7 separate regions of the Mus musculus genome follow, and all the other regions are linked to region 2. Evidence: chromatin contacts called from public HiCAR-type, HiChIP or PLAC-seq, Micro-C and promoter capture Hi-C data. All regions are on one chromosome and are shown on one strand. Each heading gives the region's core, a stretch centred on a gene start, on an enhancer-like site or on the middle of the called end of the contact. The rest is flanking DNA. Distances are from core to core; before and after follow the strand shown.

Evidence for each region. Hi-C and Micro-C count contacts between places; a contact is called where the count stands out from the background. HiCAR-type assays count read pairs that join an accessible place to other places. HiChIP or PLAC-seq counts read pairs in DNA pulled down with a chosen protein or histone mark. Capture Hi-C pulls out chosen DNA fragments and counts their contacts.
Region 1: a promoter capture Hi-C map of adipose tissue shows a contact between it and region 2. The contact joins the promoter of Ppip5k1 here to the promoter of Ganc in region 2. A contact is called at or near these places in 3 of 39 promoter capture datasets (embryonic stem cells, hippocampal neurons and liver), 2 of 115 datasets of contacts at active chromatin or transcription factors (kidney and pro-B cells) and 3 of 9 other capture datasets (adipose tissue, macrophages and pancreatic islet).
Region 3: a contact with region 2 is called in an H3K4me3 HiChIP or PLAC-seq map of bone marrow-derived macrophages, with 4 times the contacts expected there. The contact joins the promoter of Ino80 here to the promoter of Ganc in region 2. A contact is called at or near these places in 2 of 39 promoter capture datasets (erythroid cells and neural stem cells), 1 of 484 Hi-C or Micro-C datasets (CD4 T cells) and 3 of 115 datasets of contacts at active chromatin or transcription factors (astrocytes, bone marrow-derived macrophages and memory CD8 T cells).
Region 4: an H3K4me3 HiChIP or PLAC-seq map of bone marrow-derived macrophages shows a contact between it and region 2, with 5 times the contacts expected there. The contact joins the promoter of Oip5os1 here to the promoter of Ganc in region 2. A contact is called at or near these places in 4 of 39 promoter capture datasets (hippocampal neurons, liver and pre-B cells), 4 of 115 datasets of contacts at active chromatin or transcription factors (astrocytes, bone marrow-derived macrophages, kidney and 1 more) and 2 of 9 other capture datasets (adipose tissue and liver).
Region 5: a contact with region 2 is called in a HiCAR-type map of astrocytes, with 2.8 times the contacts expected there. The contact joins the promoter of Oip5 here to the promoter of Ganc in region 2. A contact is called at or near these places in 2 of 39 promoter capture datasets (liver and neural stem cells), 1 of 484 Hi-C or Micro-C datasets (LSK cells), 1 of 115 datasets of contacts at active chromatin or transcription factors (astrocytes) and 1 of 9 other capture datasets (macrophages).
Region 6: a promoter capture Hi-C map of adipose tissue shows a contact between it and region 2, with 2.7 times the contacts expected there. The contact joins the promoter of Trp53bp1 here to the promoter of Ganc in region 2. A contact is called at or near these places in 4 of 39 promoter capture datasets (cranial neural crest, liver and pre-B cells), 2 of 484 Hi-C or Micro-C datasets (B cells and embryonic stem cells), 4 of 115 datasets of contacts at active chromatin or transcription factors (astrocytes, bone marrow-derived macrophages, cardiomyocytes and 1 more) and 2 of 9 other capture datasets (adipose tissue and liver).
Region 7: a Micro-C map of embryonic stem cells shows a contact between it and region 2, with 7 times the contacts expected there. The contact joins the promoter of Map1a here to the promoter of Ganc in region 2. A contact is called at or near these places in 5 of 39 promoter capture datasets (the C10 cell line, cranial neural crest, maxillary cranial neural crest and 2 more), 2 of 484 Hi-C or Micro-C datasets (B cells and embryonic stem cells), 2 of 115 datasets of contacts at active chromatin or transcription factors (astrocytes and bone marrow-derived macrophages) and 1 of 9 other capture datasets (adipose tissue).

What each region holds. Positions count from the first base shown.
Region 1 is chr2:121,349,693-121,352,451 of GRCm38.p6, reverse strand. It overlaps Ppip5k1 (diphosphoinositol pentakisphosphate kinase 1), which reads left to right and starts at 1,439. Exons shown (of 30, transcript NM_178795.4): 1 at 1,439-1,535; 2 at 1,801-1,975; 3 at 2,310-2,505. The coding sequence starts at 1,829.
Region 2 is chr2:120,402,532-120,405,291 of GRCm38.p6, reverse strand. It overlaps Ganc (glucosidase, alpha; neutral C), which reads right to left and starts at 1,396. Exons shown (of 24, transcript NM_172672.2): 1 at 233-1,396. The coding sequence starts at 261. It overlaps Tmem87a (transmembrane protein 87A), which reads left to right and starts at 1,176. Exons shown (of 20, transcript NM_001110496.1): 1 at 1,176-1,387; 2 at 2,522-2,582. The coding sequence starts at 1,232.
Region 3 is chr2:119,476,344-119,479,109 of GRCm38.p6, reverse strand. Ino80 (INO80 complex subunit) reads left to right here and starts at 1,423. Exons shown (of 36, transcript NM_026574.4): 1 at 1,423-1,731.
Region 4 is chr2:119,592,905-119,595,604 of GRCm38.p6, reverse strand. Oip5os1 (Opa interacting protein 5, opposite strand 1) reads right to left here and starts at 1,309. Exons shown (of 3, transcript NR_027832.1): 1 at 1,171-1,309.
Region 5 is chr2:119,617,057-119,619,841 of GRCm38.p6, reverse strand. It overlaps Oip5 (Opa interacting protein 5), which reads left to right and starts at 1,337. Exons shown (of 6, transcript NM_001042653.1): 1 at 1,337-1,684; 2 at 1,922-1,988. The coding sequence starts at 1,381. It overlaps Nusap1 (nucleolar and spindle associated protein 1), which reads right to left and starts at 1,544. Exons shown (of 11, transcript NM_133851.3): 1 at 947-1,544. The coding sequence starts at 1,039.
Region 6 is chr2:121,269,981-121,272,680 of GRCm38.p6, reverse strand. Trp53bp1 (transformation related protein 53 binding protein 1) reads left to right here and starts at 1,274. Exons shown (of 28, transcript NM_013735.4): 1 at 1,274-1,409; 2 at 1,973-2,157; 3 at 2,372-2,462; 4 at 2,693-2,700. The coding sequence starts at 1,403.
Region 7 is chr2:121,288,227-121,290,955 of GRCm38.p6, reverse strand. It overlaps Map1a (microtubule-associated protein 1 A), which reads right to left and starts at 1,354. Exons shown (of 7, transcript NM_032393.2): 1 at 1,084-1,354; 2 at 135-236. The coding sequence starts at 1,321. It also overlaps a transcript of Trp53bp1 not described here.

The DNA of each region.
Region 1 (2,759 bases), core at 190-2,689, 950 kb before region 2:
CTGGGGGCTGGAAAATGGCTTAGTGATTAAGAGCACTGTTTGTTCTTTCAAAGGACCTGGGTTCTATTCCCAGCACATGGTACCCTCTTCTGCCTACATGGGCACTACATACATGTGTACATAAACACCTACAGGTAGAACACCTGTACATGTAAAACAGATGCTTCAAAACAACAACAAAACCCACCAGCAAACCTGTACTAATTGCCTTTGCAGTCATAAATAGCACATGGTATTTATGCAAATGAATTGTGTTACATCCTTGGCAGTTTGAAGTCGGGAACTGTTGCATCTAACTTATATGTTTGCTACATCTGTGTGTGGAGCCACAGCACGCTGTGGAGGTCAGAGGACAACCTGTGGGAGCCAGTTCTCTCTCCACCATGTAGGTCCTAGAGTCCAAACTCAGATTGTTAGGCTTGGCAGCTAGTGCCTCCATCCACTGATCTATCTAGCTGGCCCTCCTTCATTTTAAAAATTTAGTATTAGGGTTTTTTTCTATATCCTGCATCATATTTTTCCATTCTTTTCCTTGTGGCATCTGGAGATGTTTTTGTATGTTTCTTATCTTTCTTTCTTCCTGCCTTCCTTTCTTCCTTTCTTTTTTTTTTTTTTTTTTTAGTTTAATATAGAAAAGAGAAGAATGTCCTTGTGTGCATTCGCCTGTGTAGGAGAGTCTTCCCATGGCAGTCTAACCCCCTTGGTGATGCTAACAGTTCAGACAGGATCGATCCTGAGCTAGAATATACATTTTAGAATTCTTGTGGCATTCCTGTCGTCTGCTCATGAGATACCAGCGTAGCACCTTTCCTGTCTAATAACCAGAAATGTCTCCTGACAGATGTCTTTCTGGTACAGCGAGTCACTAGAGTTTCCATTAAAACTCTAGGTGTATGCATGCAGAAGTGGAGCTGCCTGCTTTTGCTGATCCAAATTCATAAGACAGTCTTACCAATAGGACCTTTTTTCCAATGCAGCTGCTGCTATGGAGGACCTTGTCCTAGACCAGCATTGGTTTGGCAGTCCTAGAGGACAGTGAATGGACCATTGAGATTTCAATTTGAGAATGGATTGAAAACTGCTTTGTGGATGGTTATCTCAACCCCCCAACCAGCACCAGACTTCTTTCCTTGAACTGATTCTGTGAATTTGGATATCTGTCTGTTAAGGTGTTGGGGGTGAAGGAGAAAGTGATGCACAGATATTAATGTTCTGATACAATGCTTAGGGTGGAGGGTGTCCTCAGTAAATGTTTGTCGAATTAATACCATGAGATAATGAAGATGGAGTTTAAAGGCAAAAACCTCTGAGTTTTGCTTTCCTCTGCCCTTGAGTGAACCTTCGGTTCTAGCAGTGCTGTGGGGGTGGAGAGAGCTGAGAATATTGTGGAATAAATCCTGTGTTTGAAGTAAATGTCGGTCTAACCTTCTCTTGGTAGGAACCAACAGTAGCCTTCCTGGAAGAACTGCCTCTTCTCCTTGCTGCCTGGAGTTAACATTGTTTCCTGCTGGCAGAATCAGTGACATGCCAGCACTGTAAGGCTTAAGCTGCTGATCCTCTTACCAGTTCTTGGCTGGGGTCGGGTAAACAGGGGAGGAAAGGAGTCATCGCTTCCCTCTTGCTCCTCTTTAGTCCTGTCAAGTCACATAGTTTCCTTTCTTGTTGGTCCTTTCCATAGCTTCGTTTCTGTTCCCTCTTGTACCCTTATAGTTCCCTCTCAGTGTCTAGCTCCCTGTATCCTATCCCTGCCCGCTGTAAGGGAGCTTGGATTCTACACTAATAGGGGACCCTCTTTTGCAGAGCGGGATGAGTGGGTGTTCCGGCGGGGATGTGGTCCTTGACGGCCAATGAGGACGAGAGCACTACGGCCCACTTCTTCCTTGGAGCTGGAGATGAGGGGTTGGGCACCTGTGGAATAGGCATGAGGACAGAAGAGAGTGACAGTGAACTCCTTGAGGACGAGGAGGATGAGGTGGTAAGTCTAGGCAAAGGGACATGGCTTGGTGTTGGGGCCCCTGTTTACAAGACTCCCTCTTATAAACAGGTTCTATCCTGCCTTGGGGAGGGTCAGTAGAGATTGGTGGATTGCTGCTCTGAAACCCCTGTGCAAATGCCCCTCCTCCTTTTGTCTTATGGTCACTACTTCTTCTTTTGAAGAAGTCCTTTCTACAGTGTTTCTTCTGTGGTAGTCATCCTTTATCCCTTAGGTCCAAAGTCCCGACAAGAGACTGCCCTTGAAAGATGTGTGACAATGTTGGAGGTGACATAGGTGGGAATCTGGAATTCTTGATAGCACTTCTTTTCTATAGCCCCCAGAACCTCAAATTATTGTTGGCATCTGTGCCATGACCAAGAAATCCAAGTCCAAGCCAATGACCCAAATTCTAGAGCGACTCTGCAGATTTGACTACCTGACCGTTGTCATCCTGGGAGAAGATGTGATCCTAAATGAACCTGTGGAGAACTGGCCGTCCTGCCACTGCCTCATCTCTTTCCACTCCAAAGGTTAGGAACTGGAAAGGATGAGTGGCGGTGGGCATGGAACCCTTGCTATACCATTCATAAGAGGCCGTCGGCCTCTCAACACACAGGAGAGCAGTGAAGACAGGAGAGCCTCCTGTCTCAGGGTTTGTTGTGTGTGGCTTAAGGCCCATGATGCAGCCTCACAGGGAGACTGCAGGACACTTAGGTCTCGTGGTTAGAGTTAGCTCTTCCATGTAATTGGATTCATTTTTCCTAATGGATGTCCTAGACTTGAG
Region 2 (2,760 bases), core at 147-2,646:
ATCCATTTAAGAGTTTGGAAGGCAACCTTTCCACTGTTAAACTTATCTAATCCTCCTGAAAGTACTTTATGAGAGGTTAGCTATTAACATTACCCAAATCCCCGCAGAACCAATAAAGAACGATGAAGCAAATAGCAAGCATTCAAGGAAGTGCTTTAAAACCTAAGTGAAGCCATCAAAGCTAGAAGGTTGTTTTTGGAGTCCGTTCTTGGGGGGAGCAATTGCCCTTTACCTGATTTCCTCTTTCTCAGCTGCTTCCATGGCACAAGGATGTTAACTCTGCCTGACTCCTAACTCTCAGGCCACAGTCTCAGGCGATCTTTAAAAAAACGGTGACAAGCAGGCTTGCTAAATTATAACCCGTACTTCATCACAGTCAAGAGTCCCCTTCGGGCAGAAGCCAATCTTAATTTTTTTTCATCTGGTATTATCTCAAGCGTAAACCAGCGTCTTTACAGGGATAAAGTACTTGGTAAATATTTCTAGGTTGAGAGTGGCTGATGAACTTTGCTTTTATTGGCGGAGATGTGCTCGCTGCCCTAGAGGTTAAAATCTAAGAGTGTGAGAAACAGGAAGCACCACCAATAAGGGTCAGTCTTAGTGGCTGTCACTCTACAATACCGAAAGCTGACCTGATCTCTCCTCACTTTTAGTTTCGAATGGGGAGTACAGTCTGGATCACTGCTGGACGCTGATGTCGCCTGTCAAACTATGCTGCAGCTGCCCCACAGTCTTTCAGGGTCAAAAGGGACTTTGGAGCTAATGAATCGTTTCTACTTCAGCCCCGTCACATTCCAGGCTCTGTTGCCACAGCTCGACAGCCAGAGAACTCAGTACTTGATGTCAATCATGCATCCAGTGTGCGCGCTTCTACAGACGTCTGGCCTGCGCCTGACCTTGACTTGGAAAGGATGAGGGGCGGGAAGAAGCAGGAAAAGCAAAGCCTTGGCCGCTGCACTGAGTTCCTTTAAGGGCTGGAAGAACAGAGGGAAGCACTAGACCTCAAAACTCTGCTAGTTCACCTCCAGGCCACGATCGCAGGGAAACAGGAGGACGCCTGCGCAGTAGACTCAAAGTTTCTGGGGCGCTCTGAGCGTCTGTGGGAAGAAGCACAGTTTCAAGGACCCGGATAATCCCGCCCACAAAGTAGCGCCGGAAGAGGGTGGGACGAGCCGGAAGAAGGCGGAACTACCTAGCCGGAAGAAGGCTCAATACTTTGGGTAGGCGCTTCATGGCTGTGAAGATGGCGGTGGCTGCGTGGCTTCAGGTGTCTCCTGTTATTTTTCTTCTTTTAGGGGCGCAGCCGTTCCCATTATCGTTTCTTGGTGCAGGTCCGGCACCCGTGTTTGCTGCAGATAGATCGAAGTGGCACATTCCGATGCCGTCGGTGAGTGTTGGGGTCGCTACTGAGCCTGAAGGGGGTAAGAGGTGGGGCTACGGTGGCCCAAGGGGTCCAGGAAGATTTCTGGAAAGTCGGGTTCCCAAAGTGAGTGGAATACCCAGAGCGTCCGTGTAGCTGCCGACGGGATCCCACCTGCCCTGAGCTGAGAGCTGAGCTATTTGCTGTAGGCGAGGAGTGTCAGGGGCCAAGCGTGTTCTTACCGGGAAAGTAACAGAACTTTAAGCATGGAACAGGAGAGAAACTTAATACACAGGGAGAGATAGTAGTTTCTCTTTCAGCTAGAATGTTACAAAATCCAGTACTAGGGCTGGATGAAAGGGAGATGTGAATAGAAGTCTTTATTTTTAACTCGTGTGTGTGTGTTTGTAAAAATAGTCCTACGGATGAAGGGTTTTGATTTGGTTTAAACTTGGAAACGTCTTTTGTGATTAGGGGACTTGGAGATTCAAAAATGCATTTTAACATGGGAATAGCCAAAACGAAACAATTCTAAAATGTTGTGTAGTAAGGATAGTCTTTTGTTTGGATAGTTAACTGATAAGTCGACCCATTTTAGAATCTCGTTTGACTTAGTACAGTACTTTGAACCAGAAAAACCAGATTTTGGTGAGAACTGCTTTAAAAACCATTAGCCATTTCGTTGACCTTTTTGCCTTTTTTTTTTTTTTGTCCTGTTCACTGTACATTTATATGGCAAATATTACAGGTTGTATTCATGTTGGTAAAGGGTTTTGGGCTTTGAGTTGTAGTTTTCTGTTTGTTACTGAAATGATTAATAGTTAAGTCCTTTTACATGTAAAAGTAAAACTGCTGAAAGTTTATTCAAAAGTCGGTTGTTCTGAGGGATGATTCGTGAGTAAAAAAGGAACTGTCCAGCTCAAGCCACTTTGAAGTTAGGTTGAAATTTGTAGCAGCCTCCCACTCAAGAGTCCCTGCTCTGTGGCCTGTAGGGAGCGGCAAGAGCCAATAGTTAGGATATGACTGACTTTCACTAAAGAAAATGTTGTTACTGTCTTTTTGATTAAGAAAATTTTGAATATTTTATAAATGTAGGTATTCATATTCTGCCTTGAAAATCGAAATGCCCTGATGTTAATTATCTTCCCTTTATCTTTTCAGGGGAAAGGTTATTTTAATTTTGGAAAGATTCTTTTCAGAAATACTACCATCTTACTGAAATGTGAGTTTCTAAACTTCATTGAGTTATTCGGATCTTTTAAACTTAGAAAATTATTCTCTACCCTAGTTTGCTTCTGTGTGCGCGCGCGCATTTGTGTGCATGTAGGAACATGTATGCATGTGTGTGAAGGTCAGAGGTCAGTTACTTGTGTCTTCCTCAGTTGCTGTCAGCCCTGTTT
Region 3 (2,766 bases), core at 174-2,673, 930 kb after region 2:
ATCACACGCACACGCCACAGCATGTATGTGGTGGTCTGAGGACAGTAAGCAGGAGTCAGCTCTCTACTTGTACCATGTGGGTTCTGGTCTGGTTATCAGAATTGGTGACAAGTGACTGTGTCTGCTGAGCTGTCTAGCCAGACCCTCTTATAAAGTGTTACTGTTAAACTTTGTGAACATTTAAGGTCTTGTTTACGGACACTTTTTCTCCTGAACTTAAAGCATATCGAGGCCAAGAAACATTAAAAAAAAAAAAAAAAAAAAAAAAAGAGCCGGGCGTGGCAGCGCACGCCTTTAGTCCCAGCAAGCGGATTTCTGAGTTCGAGGCCAGCCTGGTCTACAAAGTGCGGTTCCAGGACAGCCAGGGCTACACAGAAAAACCCTGTCTCGAAAAACAAACAAACAAAAAAAAACAAGACATTTTTTAAATAATCATTTTCTAGACTTTAATTTTAAGCAGTTCAGTTCCAAAGGATGCAACTTGGACCCAACTGGAGTTGCACAAGGCACAGTACAGGCAAAACAGATAATATTAAACAAGCGATTCTTGCAGAAAACGAAAGGGTGAAGTCCAACAATTCTATATACGTCTTGGAAACGAGTGGATTAAGTGCAGAAGACTGCATGATGGCGCACACTGTAACCTCAGTCCTCGGGAGGCTGAGGCAGGAGACATCCCCCGAGCTTGACGCTAGCTAGCCTGGGCTATTAACCAAACCCAGACAAAATAACCATGAAACAACCGCCCCGCCCCGCCCCGCCCGCCCCAGCTCTGCGGTTGCTCGAGTGTGGGCAGGGCGACTCACCCCACTGGGGAAATGGAAAGTGCATGGAAGGTGAAAGCGCCTTCGTGCCAACGGTCTCGGGCCGAAGGGGGACAGTGTCGTCAGGAAGACGACCAGGAGACGTCTCCAAGTTGGCTCTTACAAGGATCCATCCCCGCCCGAGCTGGCCTCGGGGTAGGCCAGCACTACCTGGAGAAAACTTCCAGCGACAACGCCAAGCAGTCCCTCCCACCTGCAGGACCAAAATGAGTCCCTGGTTTTTGGGCGGTTTCCATTGACGTTACTTCCGGAAAAGTAACCTTTCTGTGGCAGTTGCAGGGCCGCTGAGCTCTCGCGACATCTCCTCCCGCGAGATCTGCTTGCTCACTCTAGCGATGACATCCTCCTCCTCCTCCCCGTCGCCTTTCGGCAATCTTCGCCAGTCCCAGCCCCGACCAATCTGCACTCAGATAGTATAGATGAGGGTCTCCCCCAGAACCCCGGTCCGCGCGGGGCGTCGGGCGGCGGCAGCGGGGTACAAGCTGCACGAGGCCGCCCGTAGCGGCACGGTCGGCGGACACGGGCTAGCGACTAGCAGTGGGCGTGGGCGGGGCAGGGCTAAGCCGGCCGAGTACCTGCTCGATTGTTCTGGCCTGGCTATGGCGCCTCTCCTCCCCCCCGCCATGGCTCCCCGTGTCCCTGCTCCGCTCCTCTCAGTGAGTGAAAGTGGCCGCCGCCGCCGCCGGCCCAGCGCCCGCAGCCGCCTCAGCGCCGCCGCCATCTTGGGGTCCCAGGAGCCGCCGAGGGAGCGAGCTAGGAGCGTTCCCGTCCAACGCAGTCACCGTCCCTCGGCCTCCGAGAGCGAAGCGCGGCTCCACAGTCGGCGGGGCGACCCCCCCCTCCGGACCCCGCCCGCCCCCCGCCCCCCCTCCGCCGCCGCCGCGGCGGCGGGGCCCCTCGGCCCGAGGTGAGGTTGAGAAGACGTGGGCGGGTGGACGGAGGGGGTGTCGTGTAGGCCCCTGTGCGCCCCTCTCTGCGGGCGACGACTGGGCCGCTTCTTAAAGGGGCCGTCGCCCCCGGCCCTGGGGTTTGTTGGGGTTAGAGAGGATGGGTGTGGACACTCCCCATAGGGTTGGGACCTCAGAGACCTGGGCCTCGGCTCTCCTGTCGTGTATCTCTGGCTCTCCGGGGTTATGGGTGACCTCGGCCACCCGAGGAAGCCCGTGGAGCACCCACACGTGGGGAGTGTTAGGCCAGGTGCACGTGGGACCCGGTGGGGCGGTGTCGCTCTAACACGTGTGTGGGTTTGGGAGTGGGGAGGGGCAGGGCGGAGGCTTGTCGGGCTGGACCAGGAACCGGACGAGGGTTCTACCTGTCAATTCAAACGAATGAGATCTATGGACTGGATAGAGTATCAGTTTAATGGGGAGCGAGCCACGGTTACGGGCGAATGATGCAAGTTGCTAGTTGGTGTTAGACGGGGACAGGCTAACACGTGCACAGACTTAGAAATGTGTCTGTGACAGCACTTCTGGGTTTTCGAGGCGTTTGCAGTGCGTCTCAGCAAGTGTCATCTTACTTTGACAATTCCTTCTTGAGCTTGCTGATGAAAAGTACTACTTCCGTAATCACGGAGGATGGAAGCCCCCTACAGTTTAGAAGTTGGATATTGCCGAAGAAGGCGTTTAACTATTTTAGTTCAGAACCAACTGTGCTCAGGACTCTTTGATTTACATTCTTGTACTTCTTAGGACTCGGGAAGGAATTTGGAGGTTGAACTCCTTAAAACATCGCTGATGATCAGCTTAGTTTTCCCAGTTAGTGATCCATGATTTACATCCCTAATTTTCACTGTGGGTTATTGATGCTTCCTTTCTTCCGGTCGTGTCTTTTTTTTTTTTTTTTTTTTTCTTTTTCCTGTTTGTTTTTTGTTTTTGGCCTGGATGGCCGGGAACTTGATATCCTCCTGCCTTAGCGTCCATGGTGCTAAGATTATAACTGC
Region 4 (2,700 bases), core at 60-2,559, 810 kb after region 2:
CTTCCTCTGGCTCATACCTATTTTTTTCTACTTGTGGATCATATTAAAAAGAAAAACTACTTGTGCTAAAGGGGAGGGGTTTTGTTTTTTGGTTTTTTTTTCACCCCCTAAGCAAGTGCTTCCTGCTTCAGCTCTGCTAAGTCTAGGGCTAACAAAAACCATATAATCTATCACAAACATTCACTCACATTATGATTTTTCCATTTGAACTGGCTCTCACTAATATGCCAGTTTATTTCTGAAACAAGGTTTTGATAGATGTAAATTTCTGGCCCTGAGCACCAACACACGCAGCAAATGTCTCCCCGATCCAGAATTCAGAAGCAAAGACTTTCCGAGAATTTAGCTGAATACCAATAAAAGTAAGGGGGCTCCCAATTACAAAGAGATAAAATTAAATAAGAATCAAATATAAATATCTTGTTAGTACTACACTGTCACCAGTGTACACCAACTACACAAATGAGATTCCAGCAGTACTTCCAGAACTATAGTTCTAAAAAAACGAAAAGAAAAGCATCGTAAGCCGTTTCCCTTGATCCTGGGTAAGAAATCAACATAGGTGAATTCCACTGAGACCCGTTTGCCGAAACTAATGCGCCATAAGGGCATTATCAGGACGTCCAAGGACAAAGCTGCTTACTACGGTCATAAAAGTTTGGCAGGGGCGAGTATGAGGTAAAGGCTGCAAGAGTCTATCTGTAATACACATACTCAAATGAAAATACCAGAGGGAGCCTCTTACAGCAAATCTCAAGGTCAACGCGCCAGGGACACAAAATGCCCAGAGCTGCAACAGGCCTGTCAACCTCAACCGGTGACGCCTTCGGTAAAGGGTCAAACAATACAGAGATAGTCTTAGAAAAATAAAAGGGAGGTGCACACAGCGGCTTCCCGATACGGCCGGCGTACGTGCAACTCAGAGAACCAGGGCAAAGCACGCAGCGGCCAAAGCGAAGGGCGCAAGGAAGGGCGTGGAGCGCTGGTAAGGGAAGGACGCGGCCACATACCCGGAGGCGGCGGAGCCGACCGGACGCGGCTGCGAATGCAAAGCCCTGTCAGGCCCAGGCCTCGCCGGCTCCCTCATTAGGCTCGCCGCTACCCCGTCCCGAGTTGTGCCGCCCCACCGGCTGCTCGTCTCCCGATAGACAGACGGACTTCTCAGCTCACCTCACACGGTCCAGCACAAGTACTCCGCTTCTCACGGGAGGCCTGCCCCGGGCCCGCAGGCCAGCTGCCCGGGGCACGCCTCACTCCGCCATCTTCGCTCCTTCCCCTGTCCGCCAACCCAGGGGCGGAGGCGCGAAAGGCTCCGCCCCGCCTCCGAGTGATGATTGGACAGCACCTTGCTCGCGCGCTCTTTTTCCATCGCGGATTGGCTGGGAAGTACTTCAATCAATCCCTCTCTCTGGTTCTATTTTTTGTTGTTGGAGCTTAGTGCTCCAGTTGAAGTTAAGGAGGAAAAGGGTTGTTGTAATTCACTTGAGGAAAAACATTCCGCACGGAGGCAGTCTCACTTTTTAGTAAGATAGCACTACAAGGCCAAATGACTATTTTAAATTATCGTTACTGTAAAAATATACTGTTACTAGTAATTCCTCTCTTGGCTAAAGGATTTTTATACCCGGACTAACACTACACCCAGAGGAACAATTTCATGGTGTCAGTTCTTCTGACTTTGACCCACTTGAGAGAATGTTGCCTGCTGTTTAAAGGTCAATACAGTAGCGTAGTTTTCCTCACCTTAAAAGGGCCTGCCCGCTGCCTGAGAAAATGTTAAACTGCATTTGTTGTTTGTTCCAGTTGTAGGATTTAGAGATCCTTTAGCGGTATTTCCAGGAGAGGTAGTGAAGGCAATAGTGTGACTCTTCCAGGTGATGACACACGTTCTTCTGGATAAGCAGTGCTTCCTAAATGACGGGGTTATCACTAGGCCATTTATTAAATCCAAATTTCTATGCTTCCCTCTGTGATAAGGATGCTATGCCATACAAAGACAAAACACAGTTGTCTATTGAATCTATTGGCTAATAAAATAATAATAATAATAATAATTACATTATTCGTTATTATTATTAGAATGTTAGAACCTATTGAATAATAATAAATTCACAAGCTACATTGATTTATTGGCTGCAACTGGCCATCAGCCTTGATTTCCCTTTATAGCTGGGCTGGTGACAGAGACCTTGTGTATCCCAGGCTGGCCTCAAATTGCAATGTAACAGAATTACCACACTGGTTATGTCCTGAATCTCAAGTGAGCAACAATGTCCTCCATCCAAAGACAGGTTCTTTGAGTGTTAGCTACTATCAGATCACACATCACTGCACCGTATGTCTCTGTGTATGAATAGGCACACTGTATATCTGTATATACTTAGACTACAGAAGGCCTGCAAAGGATTACACAAACCTCTGTGTTCAGTGAGGTTTTACTACATCCAGACAGAGCTGATATAAATGGGAAAAGTCACCACAGTTAGATATTGATGAACTCATTTAGAAAGACACAGAGTATTGAAGCTAGCTGAGGGGTCCAGGTGAGTGTCAACGGAGGAATATGGTGAGGTGCAGGACTGAGTAGGGACAGACAGATGCACAGACAACAGTAATCCAAAGGAGCGATATCAAGCAATGAGGCCTGGGCTAAGCCGAAGGGCTGCCCAAAGAACCAGCAGAAACAGTCTTGTCCCTCCT
Region 5 (2,785 bases), core at 88-2,587, 790 kb after region 2:
CCATTAAGCACTAAACTCAGAAACATTTCTAAGTACTCTTCAGTGCCGTTCAGCCAGATAAAAGGTGTACCTATGGCCACATTATTCTATTTAAACCATTTAAAAACATTTATGACAACTAATTAGAGATTTAGTGCAAATAGCAGTTTGCTGTACAAATCTCTGGTATATACATGTGGGCAAGCTTCAATATAGCAAGTCCAATCTCACAATGAATCCCCACATTTTCTCTGAACACCTTGCAAACTCAGAATTCAAAGACCTTATCGGTTTTGAAAAAGACCACCATCACAATAGTGATTAATGTATGGACAATCATACTAGATCACGGTGGACAGGCATCCCATTAAAGGTTCACGAGAGTGAAGGTAGTGTCATAGTTTACTGAACAGTAAGTAGAGTTTTTCAGAAGAAGTCGTTTAAAGTAGTTTTTCTTCAACTGCCTAATAACTGGCATGGAAATTACACTGATTACGTCCTATGGGCCTTCGTTTCCCATTTGGTACCAGGAAGTATTAGCATTTCCATTAAGAAGTCTTTATAAGAGCTGGGCAGTGGTGGCGCATGCCTTTAATCCCAGCACTTGGGAGGCAGAGGCAGGTGGATTTCCGAGTTTGAGGCCAGCCTGGTCTACAGAGTGAGTTCCAGGACAGCCAGGGCTACACAGAGAAGCCCTGTCTTGAAAAACCAAAACCAAACCAAACCAAAAAACAAAAAGTCTTTATAAGTTCTCCAAATATAATAAAAAAAGCCTCCAACTAGAGTAACAGCCTCGGCTTTTCTTTCGTTTAACAAATTCCAGTCACTGTGAACAAAACCTACCTACTCCTCCCAAAATAACGTCCCTCGGGGGTTTCCTCTCAGTCACTTCGCGCCCTGTCCCCCAAATCCCTGGTCTCTTCTACCCCGCCCACCCAACTGCCCGCACCGCCAGCCAGCACGGTACCTTCATGTTAGCCCGGAGGCCCAGCCTTTTGGCTAAATTTTGCAGGTCGCTGTACTTAAAGGAGTCCAGCTCCTCTGCAGAGGGGACGGTCATCGCGTTCTGCAATCTCGGTGATTCCCAGAAAAACAGCCACACAACTCAAAACAGAGCGGCTCAAAACTGGCGCCACCCAAGACGTTGACAAGCCGACTTATATATGGAGTTTAAATTAAGACTGCTGTAAGTTCATTGGTTGAACTGCCTCGAGGGTGGGGTTTCCGATGCGGGCCAGTAGCGTGATTGGCTGAAGACCGCTATTCCGCAAACTATACCAATATGCTGGCGCTGAGCGTATTGAGAGCGTGTCTTTCAGGAACATTGTCCAATGAAGACGCAGGGAGACAGGTGGGCGGGACTTGGAGCGTGCGAGAAAGAGGCGCGCGCTTCAAAGAAATATGGCGACTCTCTCGCGCCGCAGTCTTCGCTTCTTGGAGACCCAGTCACGTCGTGACTCTTGTGATACACCTTTTTCTCTTACCTCCTCCATGGAGTGGGACACTCAGGTGGTGGAAGGGTTCTCCCCTCTCGGGTCCTCCGAGTCTAAGGTGAAGGCGTCACCTGTCGACCTGCGGCTGCCTGCGTGGTTGGAGCCGGAGAGATGTGCCGTGTTTCATTGCGCGCGGTGCTACGCGGTGCTCGGCGACACCCTGCACCTCGCCTGGGACCTGTCGCGGTCCCTCGGCGCCCTGGCCTTCTCCAGTGAGTGAGGCGAGGGTAGTTTGTGAGGAAGATAGACCAGAGGCAGATGAGGAATGGGGGACAGTACTGCCCAGGGGAGGGAGGGGTTTGTTTTGTTTTCCCGAGTTGGGCTTCAAACCCAGGCCGTCGCCTGAGCTAACCCAGCGCCCTTGGCTGAGCCCCACCCATTTTGTTAAGTTTTATGGGCAGATGAATCTGCTGGCAGGTATTTCTTCTCAAAACCGTTTTGTCTTCCAGAAGTCACAAACAACGTCGTTTTGTTAGAGCCCTTTTTGGTTGGCATAGAAGGTTTTCTCAAGTCCAGGTACGTGTGGAGAATTCCTGAGGTGGCGCTCTCTATATATTTCCCGATTTAATGACAGTGAAGAGTATGTAACTGTTGTAAACAAGAAAGAAACTTTGTCTTGTGACATGTTTACGCTCTCCATAGAGTATGTTTGAGTTGTAAACTCTTTACCGGTTTGAATCATATAAACATGGCATTGGTGAAAGTTAAAGTTGGATGTAGGTTTTAAGGTCTGTGAGAGAACTAGGACTATTAGTTATTAGTTATTAGTTATTAGTTATAATTTCTCAGGGTTGGTAGCAAATACCTTTACCCACCGAGTCATTTCACTGGCCCTGAAGTGACATTTTTGATATAGTTACAAATTATTTTACTTTTGATATTGGTAATAAAGGTCTTTCCTTGAATTTACAATTCTGCCTCTGCCTGCAAGTGCTGGGATCACAAGCATGGGAACCTGCACCCAACCTCTTTTTTTTGTTTTTTTTGTTTTTGAGACAGGGTTTCTCTGTATAGTCCTGGCTGTCTTGGCACTCACTTTGTAGACCAGGCTGGACTTGAACTCAGAAATCTGCCTGCCTCTGCCTCCCAAGTGCTGGGATTAAAGGCATGCGCCACCACCGCCTGGCCAACCTCTTTTTTAAAAAGCCTGATTAAAAGTTTTAATTATAAGCCTGGCGGTGGTAGCACATACTTTTAATCCCAGGACTAGGGAGGCAGAGGCAGGAGGATCTCTGTGAATGCAGGGACAGCCTGGTCTACAGAGCTAGTTCCAGGACAGCTAAGGCTACACAAAGAAATCCTGTCTGAAAAAC
Region 6 (2,700 bases), core at 25-2,524, 870 kb before region 2:
GAATGATTTTAGGATTAAGAGGTAAGATGTGTCTCTGTGATTTGGGTCATTTTTGCTCTACTTGTAAAACATTCTAGGATTGGAATTTTAGTTATAACAATAGATCCTAAAATTTTCAGAGCGATTTCGTTTAAGCTGATCCTTTTGTTCCCACAAGTAATGCGTATGAAGACAACATGCTTTGATTTTTGGGTTAGGAGAATATGATCACTGTAATTTATAGCAGCAGAGAGGAGATTGGCTGGTAGGATGCTCCTCTCTAAGCTTGGCTTATTTCAAGTGCTAAACTGGGCATTTATAGAAGTTGAGAATCATGTATGGGCTGTGCCTAAATAATTCTGAGTCTGGAGTAGAGAAAACCGCCTCCATTTTAATGCCTTCTATGTATATTCTTGGCACTGTGCTAGGTGCTTTCCCTCCTGACAGCTGCTTGGTTAGAATTCTAGCCCAGATCCAACGGCTCTTTAAATTAAAATGACAGTGAAACCACATATGTATCTTGAGCTCAGTTCATTAATAGTTGTCACAGCTGCCACACCCTTTATAAGACCCTGACACCATGATTAGGATAATTAAATCTCTGGGCCTGGATCCTTTAGGTCATTGAGTTAGTAGGGGTGACAGCTGTTCTCTTTGCTTCTAGTTTGAGGATTACAATGCTCAGTTCGTTCAATGGGAGGTGCAAAGCGTCTGGGGCTGCTGCAATTCCCTAAAAGAAAGGGCAGAGAGAGACAAATAGGGAAGCTTGAAAGGGAGTGGGAACACGAAGACAATATAAAACAACAAAATCAAAACTGCCAGAGACATAGAGTGGGAAAACGGAAGCCTTTAAATTCAGGCAGAGGTCTACAAATGGGATCCTGATCGACACTGGCAAACCCCACAGAGGCTTCTCTTCCATTTCACCATTTCAGAAGTACTAGCTCTCCTCAATTCTCCTCCTCTTTGCCCTTTCTTTGAAAATCCAGGAGACTCTCCTTTTCCACGGAAGTCAGTGAAGGGGCCGAAGCCCTCAAGTGTGAGTAGTGAGTACCCCCGTCCTTCAGGCAGGGGTTTTTATTTCATGCCCTCTTAATGTCCCTTCGGTTCAAGGATACTGTCATGCTGGCTGTATTAGGGGGAGGGCCTGCGACGTCCATGCTACCATGGAAACACGCCGCCGTGTTCCTTTTCTTACGCTGGGGGCGGGCACTTCACCTCAGCCACCTATCATCCATAGGATTTCCTGAGTGGCAGACAACAGCAGCGAATGGGCGATCCGATATTGCGTGACGTGACGGGAAAAGGGGGAGCTCGCGGCCAGTGGCGGCGGTGGCGACAGTGGCGACCTGGGGATCGACCTGGAGGGGCCTGGGCAGCGTGCAGAAACCTCTAGATCCAGCGCGAGGCACCTCTCGCCGGGATGCCAGGTAGTGCTGCGAGCGGAGCCGAGCTAGCGGGCCGCAGAGGCCCGGGTGGCGGGCTTGAAGGGCTGGCCGCCTGGAGGGGGCGGGGTGGCAAGCATGGCGGCGGTGACGGGGACGGGGTTGGAGGGCCGGGGAGGGGGTGGGGAGGCAGCCGCCGCGGTGGTCCTGAGGCCGCATGAGGGCCGTGGGCTTCCCGCCCGCCGGGGTTGCGAAGAGGTCTTCCCGGGGCTCAGTGGCGTCAGAACGCGGGGAGAGTTGTGTGGGGGATGGAAAGGGGCGGGGAGAAGAGGTGAGGAAGGAAGCGTGTCTGAGGGAAGGTGAAGAGAAAGGAGGGAGGGAGGGGGAGATCGAAGGATCCAGAGGCGCGGTGGTAAATAACGGAGAAATGAGGGCTGGGGAGATGGCTGAGAAAGTGCTAAGAGCGATTGCAAATGTGGGCTACTGGGTAGCCCTAGAATGGTCCCTTTCTCGATCTCACACTTCCGCCCCTTTATTTAGTCTCAGATTGTGTGTGGAAAGCTCAATAGGGTTACTCTTCGAACTGATCTTTTGTTATTCCATTCCAGGGGAGCAGATGGACCCTACTGGAAGTCAATTGGATTCAGATTTCTCTCAGCAAGACACTCCTTGCCTGATAATAGAAGATTCTCAGCCTGAAAGCCAGGTTCTGGAAGAAGATGCAGGCTCTCACTTCAGCGTGCTATCTCGACACCTTCCTAATCTGCAGATGCACAAAGAGAACCCCGTGTTGGTGAGTGAGTGATGATGCCCTGTTCAAGTTATTATTTTTTTCTGACCCCCCTACACCAAACTAACCCAGAAAATTAACGTGTTTAGTTGATTGTTAGCTTTTGGATAAAGTTGGTGGGGAACGAAAAATGAAATCAACGTGTTCTCACCCACAGAAAGGTCCCTGTTGTACTACTTTGTGTACTGTGAGGATCTTATGTGCTCATGTTTTCTAGGATATTGTATCAAATCCGGAACAATCTGCTGTAGAACAAGGAGACAGTAATAGCTCATTCAATGAACATCTGAAAGAAAAGAAAGCTTCAGGTGAGCAGTTGAAGGCTTGGCTCTCTGCAGTGTTTAAGGTCCTGTGGGGGCAGAACGATTTAAACATGCAGTTGAGATTATGTGTAAGGAAGCCTAGTTTGTTATCTAGTGTTCAGTAAGCCTTTGGATACCCGTGATTAGTTTGGTGTTGCCTCCATTTCTCAATTTGTATTAAAATTTGATGGCAAATGTCTTCTGTGCTAATATCCACCTCCTTCTGTCTTTTTCAGATCCTGTG
Region 7 (2,729 bases), core at 105-2,604, 890 kb before region 2:
TATCCACAGCATGTGTAAATAGCTGTGGAGCCATCAAAAGTCCCTCCCTTTTTACCTACCCAATCCTCCCATAAGGCCAGTTCTGGCCTGGATACTGGACCCAAAGGACTGAGACAAATAACCCTAGTCCTAACCTTTGACCTCTGAGGAGAAGTGAGCTAGGTGCCGGGTAATGAAGAGTCTCAACTGTTGGTTCAAGTCAAAGGATGATAAGTCAATATTCCAGGAGAGAATCCCTGTAAAAGAAAAGGGGGAAAAAAAATAAGAGGGTTCTAGTCAAAGTCACCCACAGAAAGCATTGCCAAGCTCCTGGGAGAGGAAAGAAATGGGAGGTGATGCCTCCAAGAAGGATAGCTAGTACCTGCTTTTTCCCCTTTCCAGAGGGCAAAGAGCAGAGTTTAGAATGGGCTTACTAATAAATGAGCTTGGAGTTTTTGTTTTTCAAGGCAAAACAGTTACGGTAGAAGTGACACGCAAGGGTCTATTTCCATATACTGTAGGTTTCCATAATGATCCCTCTTGCTAAATCAGATTCTAGATTCTCCTATGCCCCCTCCCTTGCCTCCATCCCCTGCTTCCACCCGCAGGTGGCTCCGCAGCACTGCGCCACAGGCACGGCTGAGGGAGGTGAGCTGCAGAGCCACGAAGGTCACTCTCTAAACTTGGCTGCCAGCATTCAGAGATTTGAGATGTGTACCTCGCGTTCAAAAACCTCCCCTAAAGAAGAAATTGTAAGGTAGGGACATGGACTTTTCAGGGTCTGATGAGGACTTTCGGATATATGGTCCAGTGGCTTCGGGAAAGGGGTGTGACCAGAGGGACCCCAGGGTCTCCACGGAGCTTCTCCTGCTCCTGCTCCGGGACACTGCGGAACAGAATGGGGTATGCAGAAAGGATGGGCAAGCAAGGTGTTGGCAGCTCGAGAGGACAGAGGCACATTCATGGAAGATGCAGGTGACAGGGTCGCAGGTTTCGGGAAGTGCACATAGAGATAGAGGAGACAGAAATGTGCACTGGGAGATGAATGCAGATGGCGGAGAGGCATGGATGGAGTACTGCGTAAAAGCCAGGAGAGCGGCTCACCTTGTTCAAGGTGGGCCCGCACGGCCCTCAGCTGACTCTCTGTACCGATATCGCCGATCACGATGAGCAAGGAGTATTTCCGCAGGTCCCAGCGCGCTGCCGCTACCGCGGCACCGGCCTCGCAAAGAGGCTCCGCCGGGTTCTGAGCTGGCGGTGCACCGAGGCTCTGGAGCCCCAGCTCCGGAGTTGTCTCCATGGCAACGCTGCCAGGCCGCGCGGTCCCGGCTTCGGTCGCCATGGAAACTCCCGCGGAGTGTTAGGCTAGCTGCGTCCGCTGCGGGGAGAGTGCGCGCGGTTCTTAAAGGCCGGCGGCAGGAGCCGTTCATTGGTCACTGCCTTCTAGGGGCGGGGCTGAAGCGCCGCAGGGGCGGGGCGGGGATGCGGTGGTTGTGCCGCTATGGGTGGTGGCTGCAGTCATCCACCTGCAGTTTTCCTGACCAAGTGCCCCTCTCCGACTTGAGCCAGGGTAAGGGTTCTGCGAGACCCAGCCGAGGGCGGAGTCCAAGGCGCGAGAACAACATCCATCTAGTTAGGCTGTGTCTGCGTTGAGCACAGTGTGGGAGGCAGTTCCGCAGCTTCTCTCGAACCTTGGGGAGCCATCTTGCCCTTCGCTGTCTCGGGGTTTCTATCGTGGTCTCCATCTGGCAATTATCGTTGTCTCTATTTTTCCCCCCGCCTCGCTGCATGCCAGGGTCTAGGTTACCAACCTGGGTTTCCCCGTCCTTGCCCCGAGCTCCGGGCGTGGTCAATCAGGCTGCGCAGTATTGGAGGGGACAGGATGACCTTCCTACCCTGAGTCCCTGGAGAGTAGTTATTCCAAGGATAGTGGTTGGCTAGTCTCCATATTTGCTGAGTGCAATGAGCTCAGACTGCAGCAAAGAGTATTTGAGTAAAACCCAGGAAAGACTTCCCAGCTACTAGGGATGTGACACAGTGGATAAATTTAGGAGACCATGTAATTACTGTACAGAACTGAATTAATATTCTCTGTCTTTCCCTCTCCTTCTCTCCATCCCTTCCTTTCCTTCCTCTCCCCTTCTCTTGCTGAACCCCCAACTCCCCATTCTTCAAAGACTCTCCACCACTACAGCTGATCTTACCCTGAGTCATTCTGTTGTGTGCATCAGAGAGAAGGCCTGTGTTTAGGCTCCAGTTATACTTGCTTTTTCTTCCATTTACCTTGCACTTTGGAGATGGTAGAAGAGAAGAAAGGCTACGGAGATGATTCAGTTGGTAAAGTACTTCCCTGGCAAGCAAGTGTTCAGGTTCTCAGAACTGTAAAAAAAAGCCAGGCACAGCGGTGAGCACTTGGAATCGCAGAGATGGTAACTAGGAGGGAGAGACAGATGAATCTCTGGAAGCTCGCAGGCCAGCTATACCATTGAGAGACCCTGGTATCTATAGTACAAAGAAGAAAAGGGTGTCTGAGGGACACCACTCCAGGTTGTCCTCTTGCACTCACATGTGCACACATGAAATCCTACTCCTTAAAAGGATAGAAAAGAGGTAATAGCTGATACCTCAAGCCTGCCAGTGAACCACGTTCTGACTGTTAAGTACCTCACAGAAATCTTAGCCCTATCTTGAAACATACTATACCTAACCATCCAGTCCATACTGTAAGTACTTTGGACATGCCATGAAAA